4 separate regions of the Mus musculus genome follow, and all the other regions are linked to region 3. The links are chromatin contacts, called in public Hi-C and HiChIP or PLAC-seq maps. All regions are on one chromosome and are shown on one strand. The core of a region is the stretch at or near the end of the contact, and the rest is flanking DNA. Distances in the headings are between cores, read along the strand shown. Region 1 has its middle 19 kb from the start of Gm24940. Region 2 has its middle 40 kb from the start of Gm24940. Region 3 overlaps Prrx1 (paired related homeobox 1). Region 4 has its middle 32 kb from the start of Gm22434.

Evidence for each region. HiChIP or PLAC-seq counts read pairs in DNA pulled down with a chosen protein or histone mark. A called contact is a pair of places that touch in the nucleus more often than the background predicts.
Region 1: a contact with region 3 is called in a CTCF HiChIP or PLAC-seq map of the NIH/3T3 cell line, with 12 read pairs. The contact joins two enhancer-like sites. A contact is called at or near these places in 3 of 39 promoter capture datasets (the 3T3-L1 cell line, 3T3-L1-derived adipocytes and liver), 1 of 15 datasets of contacts at CTCF or cohesin (the NIH/3T3 cell line) and 3 of 484 Hi-C or Micro-C datasets (embryonic fibroblasts, macrophages and nephron progenitors).
Region 2: a CTCF HiChIP or PLAC-seq map of the NIH/3T3 cell line shows a contact between it and region 3, with 19 read pairs. The contact joins two enhancer-like sites. A contact is called at or near these places in 7 of 39 promoter capture datasets (the 3T3-L1 cell line, the HPC-7 cell line, embryonic stem cells and 3 more), 1 of 15 datasets of contacts at CTCF or cohesin (the NIH/3T3 cell line), 4 of 484 Hi-C or Micro-C datasets (embryonic stem cells, nephron progenitors and uterus), 1 of 115 datasets of contacts at active chromatin or transcription factors (heart atrium) and 1 of 9 other capture datasets (adipose tissue).
Region 4: a contact with region 3 is called in a Hi-C map of muscle stem cells, with 4 times the contacts expected there. The contact joins two enhancer-like sites. A contact is called at or near these places in 11 of 39 promoter capture datasets (the 3T3-L1 cell line, 3T3-L1-derived adipocytes, cranial neural crest and 6 more), 1 of 15 datasets of contacts at CTCF or cohesin (liver), 24 of 484 Hi-C or Micro-C datasets (3T3-L1-derived adipocytes, the C2C12 cell line, LSK cells and 14 more), 3 of 115 datasets of contacts at active chromatin or transcription factors (craniofacial prominence, fibro-adipogenic progenitors and neural progenitor cells) and 3 of 9 other capture datasets (adipose tissue, embryonic stem cells and pancreatic islet).

What each region holds. Positions count from the first base shown.
Region 1 is chr1:163,381,691-163,384,558 of GRCm38.p6, forward strand. No RefSeq gene overlaps it. Among named protein-coding and RNA genes, the nearest start is that of Gm24940, 19 kb to the right of the region's middle. Within about 2 kb of position 1,496, at least 114 of the 459 cell types and tissues checked have an H3K27ac peak or open chromatin away from gene starts, as enhancers often do. A contact at or near this core is called in the NIH/3T3 cell line and embryonic fibroblasts, where this site is marked.
Region 2 is chr1:163,361,134-163,363,833 of GRCm38.p6, forward strand. No RefSeq gene overlaps it. Among named protein-coding and RNA genes, the nearest start is that of Gm24940, 40 kb to the right of the region's middle. Within about 2 kb of position 1,283, at least 52 of the 459 cell types and tissues checked have an H3K27ac peak or open chromatin away from gene starts, as enhancers often do. A contact at or near this core is called in the NIH/3T3 cell line, where this site is marked.
Region 3 is chr1:163,271,733-163,274,856 of GRCm38.p6, forward strand. The region is part of intron 1 of Prrx1 (paired related homeobox 1); the gene reads right to left. Among named protein-coding and RNA genes, the nearest start is that of Gm20471, 6.8 kb to the right of the region's middle. Within about 2 kb of position 1,624, at least 23 of the 459 cell types and tissues checked have an H3K27ac peak or open chromatin away from gene starts, as enhancers often do. A contact at or near this core is called in the NIH/3T3 cell line, embryonic fibroblasts and muscle stem cells, where this site is marked.
Region 4 is chr1:163,149,154-163,152,048 of GRCm38.p6, forward strand. No RefSeq gene overlaps it. Among named protein-coding and RNA genes, the nearest start is that of Gm22434, 32 kb to the left of the region's middle. Within about 2 kb of position 1,493, at least 27 of the 459 cell types and tissues checked have an H3K27ac peak or open chromatin away from gene starts, as enhancers often do. A contact at or near this core is called in muscle stem cells, where this site is marked.

The sequences.
Region 1 (2,868 bases), core at 246-2,745, 110 kb after region 3:
AGCCTTAGATGGGACATTTGGATTTCCCTACATTGCCCTCCGTTCTTTTCCTACAAACTGATTTTAAAAGTGAAAACCCGTCACCTGAAAAGGCTCTGAGCCCAGAAAAGCCACTGCTTGCTCTGACAGGTTTAGGACATGGCTTTGCCCTGGACCTCAAGACATTAAGGCACACAGAAACTCATTTCAGCCACACTTTTATCATCTTCTGAACTGGGAGGACTCAGGACTGTGGGAGAAGAATTGTCAGCTTCCAGCTTCCATCTGAAGACATTCCAGAGCTCCCTTCAGTTGGAACTTTCTTTCTCCACCTTACAGTTACTGAGTATCTCACCTCTTACCTTGGACAGACCTGTCCCCAACATGGGGGGGGGGGCGAGTTTGGTTAGCCACTTGATCCAGGGGCCTTCCTGTCTTCTCTGGGTAGCACAGAGGTAGGGCAGAGAAAGCTTAGTCTTAGTCTAAAGCAGATCTCGGTGGCACTAAGGCCCCATCTGATTGGAGGGACATGAAGTAAGCAAGCCAACATATGGAAAATGACTCGTGTGTTCCTCAGCACCTCCCAGCAATAAAGCCCAAGCCCTAACAACGAATCATAAACCTGACAGACTGTATAGATTTTCAAGTTTGCGACTGAATTGCTTTGTCTTTGCTTGGCTAAGTAAATAAGTTTCTAAGCGAAGCCTCTGGTGTAGCCTCAGAAAGCTGGATGAAACCAACAGCCACACGGACTGTACACATGGCCTTATTACCCAATCTCTGAAGCTCACAGAATGACTTTTCTAACTCCGGTTACTCATTTCCTTCTTCTCCTTGTAATGGCACCAGACCTCAAAAGATCATTTCATCCCTTATAGGATGAACCTTTGGCCTAGTGACGTACCCCTTAGGCATCCTACAATCTCTGAGCAATGTTACCCCTGTCACATCTTATTGCTTAATTCTGTGTCTATTTTAGGTTCCTGGAGTCATTTGGCTTGGAGAGAACTTTCTGACGTGATCTCCCAACAGGCCTAGTGTTGACTCACCTTCACTTCTCATGGTTCCATTGCTAGCTTGTCCTGGCTTACGCCATTACTGCCCCTTGCTAGCTTGTCCTGGCTTACGCCATTACTGCCCCTTGCTAGCTTGTCCTGGCTTACGCCATTACTGCCCCTTGCTAGCTTGTCCTGGCTTACGCCATTACTGCCCCTTGCTAGCTTGTCCTGGCTTACGCCATTACTGCCCCTTGCTAGCTTGTCCTGGCTTACGCCATTACTGCCCCTTGGTTTGACAACTGTACTGAGCTCCTACACTCCTGTTATTATTTCCCTTCCAGGAAGATACCTTCAACATTTTATCATAACAGTGTCTTTATTTCTTCCAGTAGTTGATGAGGATTTGTACTGGCTACCCTAGTGGATTGTCTAACTTTCAATACATGATACCTACCTACCCCCACTTCTTTGTACTCTTACTTTGGTAACGAGACTGAAAAAAAAAATCTTCCAATCTGACTCATTGTTTAACATGGATATTTTGTTTTTAGTGGTAAAAGTCAAGTAAAATAATGTAGTAGTTCTTAGTCACAACGCCCAAACAACTGGATGGAATATCTAAAAGTAGAATTATCCATGTTTAATATTCTAGCCACTTACTTTGCTTTCCTTAAAGATACTGTGCATCGGAGTATAAGATGTTAATCATATTCTGTTAATTAGACCATAAGCTTAGTGAAGAGGGGCACAGACCATACACATCTGTATGAGTTGTTACATGCAGCTGCTTGATCCACTGCAGAGATGACATTGCATTTTGGAGACAGCTGCTTGGGATTAGGATCTTGCAAAAGTACTCTAACATTACGGTGAAGGTAGCCTGGGGCCCCCGCACACTCCACCCCATCTCTCCAGAGAACAGCACAAGTCAGGCCTGGGGTAGATCTATGCTGAGAGGAGGGATAATTACCCTGGACCAGCTTGGCCTCGGGTCGCAGCTAGCAGACTGAGTTATATCTATCAGGGCTTTTTAAAATGCTGACTTGGCTCCTTAGAAATACAAAACCTCAAACATCATTTCTAAAGGTCACTGGGAATGGGCTGGGTCAGAATAACTTGAGTCAGTTCTGGGCCAATACTATGAAAGAGGAAGTGGCTGAGCAGTTAGATAAGCTCCTGCAGAGTACTACATTGCTAACTCCAAACAAAGAAGAGGGCTTTAGAGCTGAGTTTCTACTCTGTAAGTCAAATGCCCATCAAGCAATGAAGTCTGCTCCCTTAATCGCAATCAGAGATCTTTATCATGACTTGCAAATCAGCTGTGCTCTCCTGAGAACAGATTTGCCACCTGTAAGCACTGTAATTCAGCAAAATTATGCAGAGGTGAAATTTTTGAGAAAAAAAAAAAAAAAAAAAAAGGTTATTTTCAACACAAGAACCATCCTTACAGGAACTCTGCTTCTCTGAAGCCCATAGAAACAGCCCGTTTAAAACAGACAAACAAACAGAAACAGTTACAGGGAATCGAGTTTTAAAAGAACTCTTTAAATTCAAATTCAAAACAGGATTGTGCTCTTCAGTAAGTGCAGTTTACAACTCTCTGGTAAACACTACCTGCTAACAGGGACAAGCAGGATGATGGTTAGTAATTTGGGCCTAATTCCCTTCACAAAAATGGACTTGTTTTAATCGACCGAAGCTGACGAGGCACAGTTTAAAGGATGTGTTCCAGGGCTATCCTGGGGAAGTCAGTGCACATGGTCCTCACATCAGGACCCTCCAGTTCTCACCCATTTGCTCTGGAGCCTTACACACATGGGCTGCAGCTGCCTTTGTATAAAACTGTTGCAATATAATTCTGTCACTTATATCATCACCTGAGCATTTAGAT
Region 2 (2,700 bases), core at 33-2,532, 89 kb after region 3:
TGAGAACTTTTAGGTGGGTTTTTGGGGGTGGGGTGGGGGGCTGGTCAGTAGGGTGAGAACTAGGAGTGAATCATAAGACATCTATCAGGCAAGCTACCCAATCACAGGAGTACATCTTACAAGCCCCATAACAGTTTTAGAAATTTTTATACACAGTGGAGATGTTGGTTTTGCTTATAAATCTTACACATACCACCAGCAAAAGGCTGTTTCCGTAGCTCTGAGAAAACTCTGGCCTAGCCCATAGGGAGAGAGGAAAGAATCTCTCACTTGAAGTGTTATCTGAAAAGAGGGGGGGGGGCTCCCTGTAGTTCTTCCAAAAAAAAGAATGTGTGTGAGCTAGAAACAGTTCCGTTTCTACTGTACCATTAAACTGTAAGGCTGATTCAAGTTTAACTAACTGTCAATTTATTAGGGGGAATGACTTTGCCACACACCCACACACACATGCTAATCCGAAGCATGTGCGTTCTGTTGTTAAGTGGCCCTTCCAAAGGCTGATCACTCATTGGCGGAAACTACTCCAGATGCAATCCATAGCAAAAGCCCAGTTTAAAAAAAAAAAAAAAAAAAAAAGATGAAGATAACGGTGCAGTGATCTTTAGAACATATTCCATATATGTACAAAACTTGTTTGCTTAAATTCAGGGCGGGGAAACATCTCTTCTTTTTAGGTCTATCTGTGGTCACGTGATTTTCCACAACTTGAACATTCCAATAAAAGCACGTTCTAAAAATAAATGGATACAATAACCGACTCTCTGGATTTCAAATTGCTAATTTTTAAAAGCAAAGCAGAAGGATTGTCCTGATGGAAACCCTTCACACAAAATGGCAGTGCAGGGGTGTCAGGCCGGAGTAGGATCCGTTTTTTGAGCAAAGGCTGGGGGAGAGAGCTTATGGCTTCTTGCAGAGGAGTGGACCAGGCAAGTGTACATTTGCACTCCAGAACCATCTGAGGCTGTTCCTTGAAGCCTGCTCTTTACATTTTGGGTGAATATCTGATGGGGAGGGACAGTGTGGGCGTGGGAGGCTGTTTAATCTCATTTTGCCTCCTTCTCCCCCCCCACCCCCACCCTGAGTCATTATGGGAATCTAGAGGAAGAACACCAAAAGAGAAATTTTGAAAGGAATGAAAAGAAAAAGAAGAGGGATGAGAGCGGGGAAGAAGAAAAGAGCAGACGCCCTCAGCTCCAGCGGAAGCAATGCCAAGAAGCAACTAACCAAAACCAGACAGAAGTGGGGCAAGAATAAGATGACTTGGACTCAGGCTGACAAACGCACAAGAGAAAAATTCACATGGCCTCAGGGCGGGGCTTGGCATCCGGCTCAGAGATTACTGTGGATGTATGCACGTAGTTTTTATTTCTGGAGCCTTATTTTGCAACTTCTTCCTGAAAAAAGATGCGTTGGTTTTCTTCATTAAAATAATGGAAAACACACCCTCAAATTCTGCCTTTCCTAACTTACTACTGTGAAAAAAAAAATCACTTTCTTCTAGATCATTTCCTAGGGGTTCTAGACAAATGAAATGCTAAAACTTCAAATGTCTAATGACTTTGTATCTAGTTTCCGAACACTCCATTTTGAAGAGATAGGGGACCACTGTGCCTTTTAACGCAGTCCATTGTGAAAGCAATAAAAGTAGCTGGATAGAAGTCAGCCTGTGGCCAGGGCCAAGGCCAAGGCCAGTTTTGATTCTGAATTATTTGCATATTATTATTTGCATTATTTGCATCTAAGCAGCCTGTGGCCTCTGCAAGCATTTGGCTTGTTAGAGTTAATCCACTGATGGCTTGTGTGGTAATGAGTGTCTGAAGTGCTTGTCTATAGGGATTCTTTTTAATGCTGTCCTCATGGGCTCTGTTGAACTTTTTCTACTTTGTAAATGAAGGCTGAACACACTCAAATCATCTGTGGAACTGTGTAAACTGTTGCTACCCAAAGAGAAAACCCACCACTGGGATGTAATTTTCCACTGTCATTTTTAGATAGCAGGAGCAATTATACACAATTTATGAAAGGAGTACTTCTGGAATGAGAGGACACAGGAAACATGGGAGACACAGGACTCTGTGTGTGTGTGTGTGTGTGTGTGTGTGTGTGTGTGTGAGTGTGTGTGTGTGTACACATACATAAACCTATATCATATATATATATATGTATGTATATGTATACATATGTATACATATACATATACACACATATATATATATACACACACACACACACACAGAGTCACATATATACATATACATACATATACACACACTCACACACACACACACACATATTTATGGAATGATTTATCTGAGTCCAGAACACCATACATGCTAGGCAAATGCTCAGAAACATTTTGAAATAAACTGAATACCTTCAGATAAGGTATATAAATGCAGTTTGGACTGGATTGCTTCCCCTTGTCTTCTTATCAAAGCACTGGGAGATTTCAGCTACTCAGAAAGCCAGGTCATCAGAGTGGCGATTTGTATTTGGACCTCTTTCCAGGAGGTAACAAGAAGCAGGCTTGATGACACACAGATGCCCAGCAGCCAGACTTCCTTCGACAACAGACACATTTTCAAAGTGCTCACGCTGTCAAGTCATCAGACTGACAGTGATGGTCGTTAAAGGGGAGCAATCTACTTGGTGTGGTTCTGTTCTAGTCTCCCTTCTGTACCCAGTAAAATAAAACAACAA
Region 3 (3,124 bases), core at 374-2,873:
CTAAAGGAAGTAGTAACAACTATAATTTACTTCCCTTTCTTCCACCATCTTTGACCTCCTTCCCATGAGTTAGAGGGCATTCACCTTGCTGCAAACCCTGTTTCTATCAAACATTGTAGACTAATTCTAAAATTACTGACACTAACTTTGCTCAACAACCGATCGTAACCTTCATATCCTTTTACCACCAGCCCAAATATCCACCAATTTCCTGTTGCCAAACAGGGAAAGCAGGCTCTCTGAATGCAGAGAGGTATGACAGACAGTCTGTTCTCAGAGGATTTTATGGCAAGCATGTCAGCAGAAAAGTAGCAGCAGAGAAAACATATCCATTTAACTTAATGGCCACCAGAGCCAGCGGTAGGCAAGGGAGGAGGCCTGAGGTATCATGTGCTAGGGTAGAGACACAACCTTCATGAGCTTCATTCTCTAAGGTTGGAATCTCAACATCCTTCCTCAGTTTTAGCACCACTTTCTCTCCATTCTCTCCACCCTAGTCGTAGCACCAATGATGACCACCATCTTCATTTTCATACTTCAATTGTGTCTGTTGTGGCCTAACAAAACATCCTTGGCCTTACTCTTATCCATACACTTTACGTCAGTGGTGCCTTCTCCTCTTGGAAGTCTTATCTTCCTGCTTTCTCTTCGCATGAACCTCCTCCACCAAGCATTGTTTACCCAACTCCCAGAGTTTTAACCCATGTTATAACCTTGTGACCCCCTTATGGCAATCTGTAACATCTTATATTCATGGTTGGCATAGTAGACTGTTATGTCTGGAAGGCAAGGAAAAAGTCTGGATGGACTTTGTCTGACTTGTTAAGTGTGATATTGTGGCATCTAGAAATAGTACCCAGTACAGTTTAGGAACTGTTCTTAGAATACCTAAAGGTATACATTAAACTGGTTAGTGAAAATGCTCTTTATGACCTACCCACTTCACACTTAGCTACCAAACATGGCAAGTCTTTCACTGTAGTGAACCTTATAAATGTCTTCAGATCTTTGATGTACCTTTTCACTCAGTGGCTTTCCATCAGAAATGGAACTCTTGAAGGCAGATGAAGTAAATGTAATACCACAGTCCTAGTAGCCTTTAATAAATGTTAGACTCTGATAGTAGGGGCACTACGGAATTATTGACCAGTTTGGTCTTGTGAAGAAGGCAAAGGAAATCTTGAAAGATGGCTCAGTACAGCTCTTTCTGTGTTCTAAAAGTCATGTGTACTTCCGATTGTTTTAAGTCAGTCATCCCTAGGCACTGTGTTTGCTATTACCTTTCCCTGGCAAAGAAAGCTCTGGCGAAAGCTTAGATAATTGCCTCTCTAACATACAGGAACATGACTGCCTACCAACCACTTCTAACCTTAACTAGATGATGAACCTTAACTAGATGGAGAATCCCTTCCCCAGGGATTTTCAAATGTCTTAACTAACAAGGAAGTTGATGTACTGAGGGTATAAGAGAAAAAGAAAGTTATATTTGAGCAAAACTCCCCCTAAACTCCATGTTGGACAATCTTATTCCATTGAGTCATGTGCCCTGGTTTTAAGCACCCTAAGGAAGTCCTTGTTAGTAGATGTTCTGGGGTGGAGACTATGTGAGAGACCTGTGTGTCACTGTGACTCACATCATGACCACATGTCCACACCCTAGCATCTGAAAGCCAGTAGAAGGAAGTCATGCTATCCCAAGAAGCCACGGTAGAGGATGTCCATTAAAAAGGCTTTATTGATTAGAAGAGGATGTCACTATTTCAGTGTCCCCTGGGGTACTCCCTCAGCGTCGGTTTTCAGTATGCCTCCCATGTCACACACTTTTCTTTCCAGATCCGTGGGCTTTTTCTCTGCTTCAGTATCTCATGAAAACTTTCTGACTTTTCAATTTCTTTTAAGGAAGACTTTTAAAAAGTTTTAATTTTTTTTTAAATTTTGAGACAGGGTCTCTCAATGTGGCTCTGTCTGTCCTGAAACTCCCTCTGTAGACTAGGCTGGGCTTAAACTGAACTCAGAACACCTGCTTCTGCCTCCCAAATGCTGGGATTAAAGGAATGAACCACTACCACCCAAGTAAGGAATGATTCTTTTTTTTTAAACTATTTTTAAATTATGTGTTATGTGTGTGAATGGGTTTGTGCACATGAGTGCAGGCACCTGTAGAGTTCAGGGGTGTGTTAGAAGATCCTCCTTGAAGCTTGAATTGCAGATGGCTATGAGGTCTTCAATGTTGGTTGGAAAATAACTTGGTTTCCTTGCAAGAGCATTATGAGATCTTAATCTCTGAGTGCCCCAATGGGTGATCCAAGCATAAATGGTAGACATAAGAGCAACAACAGTAAGTGGAGTCAGCAGCGTGTCACACACACACACACACACACACACACACACACACAAGGTCAGAAAATCCACAGCTGAACTAATAACAACAGTGCTATAAATTTAAGAACTCCAGGCACATCCAACTGTCCATGGTGGAAAGGCCCAGACTGCTGCATTGTGAAAGATTTACTTATTTGAACTGTCTGCATAGCCCACTAAAGCTGCTGAGTCCTATCATCATTACCTGGTCGGATACTAACTATATCTGGTAACTCACTTTGACATATTAGTTGCTGGTGGGAGTTCCCAGATAATGGTTCACATGTCACTGCCAGCTGGACTTAGCTTCAAAACAAAGGAACATTTAAATAGGTATTTCAGACGTTTGAAATTTAAATAAAGCAAGGCAGAGTATGTAGAGTTCCAAGTGAAGCCAACTGGCACATTGCATTGGTTGGCATGACCAAACACCACATCAATGAGATCTTAAATCATTGTACAATTCAAGCATGGAAAAAAATGGAAGTTAATGGAGACATTGTAGACAAATCACACAAAGAAAAAAACCCTTCCATTAAAATTTGAGTGTTTATACATTGACACTGAGACCACCCCAGTCCCACTAGAACCCAAATGATATATGCACCTTTGGAGCCATTTGTGGTGTATATTTCAAAGTTCTGAGCTAAGCCACTATGCAAGTTTTATGGGTCCCTCTAGAAAAAGAGGGTTTTGGTCAGAACTGGAAAAATAGTAGCATAAAGCATCCAGTCACAACAGAAGAGAAGCCTGTTAGGTTCCA
Region 4 (2,895 bases), core at 243-2,742, 120 kb before region 3:
GCCCATATGGACATGGGTGTGAGACTGTCCACAGAGGCAGGGACAACCTAGCAGCAGCCTTTCTCCCAAAGAAGTTTAAAGCTTCCTGCTTCAGCAGCTGTCAGCCAAAAGCTCCAAAGGTAGGGATGCATTCCCTAGACACTCTTACCCATGTGTGCCCCTCCCTCTTCTTTGCTGGAGTTGTGACTGGCTTGATCTTGTGCAGGTCTCGTGCACTAGCTGGTGTGAGTTTATGAGTGAGGCAGCCATGCAGAGTCTGGCAGACAGCATTGCATAGCTCTACTCTCCATCCTCTGGCTCTTGCTACTGCGTTTTCTACAATGATCCCTGCGCCTTAGATATGTGGGTGTATGGGGGGGTGTTGATATCAATGTATCTCATTCCTGAGCCTTATGTGTATGTGTGTGTGTGTATGTGTGTGTGTGTGTGTGTGTGTGTGTGTGTGTGTTAGGGGGCAGTGATATAGATGTGTCTCCTCTAGGACTGACTGCACACAAGCTCAGCACTTGGGCCATTTTTTAATCTCTTCTTCTATCTATGGGTAGAGACATGCATGTTTAGAAGACAGTTTGTATACTTATTTCTTTCAACCCTTTACTGTTTTTTTTTTTTTTTTTTTTGATTTTCTGACTTACAACCTCACAGTATGCATGTCTGGGGTCTCAATAATGCTGGCAGGCAATTCTAGACTGTCTCTCCAGCCTGAAGCCCAGCCAAAATTAACTGTCACTTGTTTGCTAGCAATGGGGGATAGCACCAGGTCCCTTACCTTTAGTGTAATTCATCAGTTAGCAGCCAAGTGCCATCTCGTGGAACACTGAACTATTTCCAGTTCTTAAGGCGTCTTCTCTATTAAGTACCATTTTCCAGAGGAACCACACATGTGGGGTAGAAAAAGTTGATCTCATAAAAGACAACATTACAATACTAATTGCCCTCAATCTGGCACTGCTGTACAATATAGTGATCATTGCTAACAGCAAGGTACTGCATATTCCAAAGTAGATCGATAGAGGATTTTAACATTCTCATCACAAACAGATGATAATGTTAGCTACGTGTGCAAATTATCCTGATTTAATCACTAAAATGATGTATATATGAGTCAACGAATCACATTGGACCTCATAACGATGTATATACATTTATAAAATTGTATTGTAAATAATTACTGCCATGCTGTGATAACAATCCAGTTGAGAATTAAATCGAACATAGTAAAATGATGGCGACTTTCATTCTTCCACGGGAGCTTGAAGGCTCTAGTGGGCAGAGGGCGCAATAGAACAAGGATCCTTTAAGGTCCGGGAAGAAAAGGGTTTTCAAACACAAACTTTCAAAGAGCTGGGAAGTAGGGTGGCATTTTTATCGGCTCGCTAAATAGCAGAGATGTTTTCCTTTTTTAATTCTTTATATGCTCTCAAACACTGCATCTACCAGAGGGGGCATACGAGTACCATAATAAAGGAAGCTACGAACTCCCTGGGTTTTTTTCTGTCCAAGGGGTGGCAGTGTTATCCCACAAATCCTTTTGGAAGTTGCACAGCTGTGCTGCCTTAGCTACACAGCTCTTGGTCTGGATTTAGTTTCAGGTGCCTTCACCTTTAGTCACACCTGTTTTTCCCATAATGGGACATGCTCTAGCGGTTTAGACATCTCTTTTCAGAGAACATTGTTTCTGAGAAGGGTATACAGTGGTTGAGCAATTCCATAGTAGGTCACTACTTTAGTAACTGATAAAAAATAATAAACTTTGTCCCAGTCAGGCGAGGGGAAAGGTCTTTATTTCAGCCTCATTTTTGTTAGTTAGCACTGAACTGTAATCCATACCACCTGAATTCATGAACCAATTAATTAATTTACATGCATTGAGGCGGTGGCGCTTCCAGAATCTGCATTTCCTACTTTTTATACAGAGCTAGAGAGGGGGGGAGAGAAGGAGAGAAGAAGGGAGGCAGAGATAGAAAAAATGAGATCCTATCTTTTCCCTTACTTAAAATATCTAATCATATATGTGTATGTATGTATGTATGTATGTATGTGTCCCAGTATTAATAATCTCAATCTGTGCTGCTATTTTCACAAGCTAATAGTTAAAAAGGAAGTCTACAATTCAGCAATTTCATTACTGAACTGTGTAACCAAAGGTACAGTCAATGGGCAAGATGTGAACGCAACTTAAGTGTCTATCAATAGATGAATAAATTTTAAAACATGGTATACATACACAATGGAACGCTATCCAGCCACAAAGGAGTAGAATTCCTTTGTTTGTAAAACATGGACAAACTTACTCAATATTGTTAAATGAGATAGACCAGAAGCAGAAGGACAAACAGGACACGATCTCACATTTGGAATATAAATTAAAGGTGATTTTATTAAAGTAACGGACTGAAGGTTGGTTGGCAGAGGCTGGGAAGGATGGGAACGGGAGCGAAGAGGGACCAGCTCAGTCAATGAATACAAAGTTAGTGAGACAGCTTAAATTCTGGTGTTTTACCACAAGACTTGATAGCTGTAAATTAGCAGTGAGGTATGATGAACTTCAAAATAGCAAAGGACACTTAGGATCTTCTCTCTACGAAGAAATTCTAGATAGATTCTACAAACTAATTGGACTCTGATTATTATACAATGTATAAATGAATTATATATCATGTCCAAACTCATAAACGTTAACAACTGCATAATGACTGAAGGTTTCCTAAAATACCGTTAAATTATGTTACGTCTGTGAGAATTTAGCATGTGCTAGACTCTCTTCTGATCATACTGGATTCTTGTAGCAGTTCTACAGAGTAAGCAGAATTACTCTGTCCATTTTATCATTGAGGAAATGGGGCACTTCAAGCAGCCATGTCGTAGCTCCCTGAGGATCTGAGTCGTGGCAGT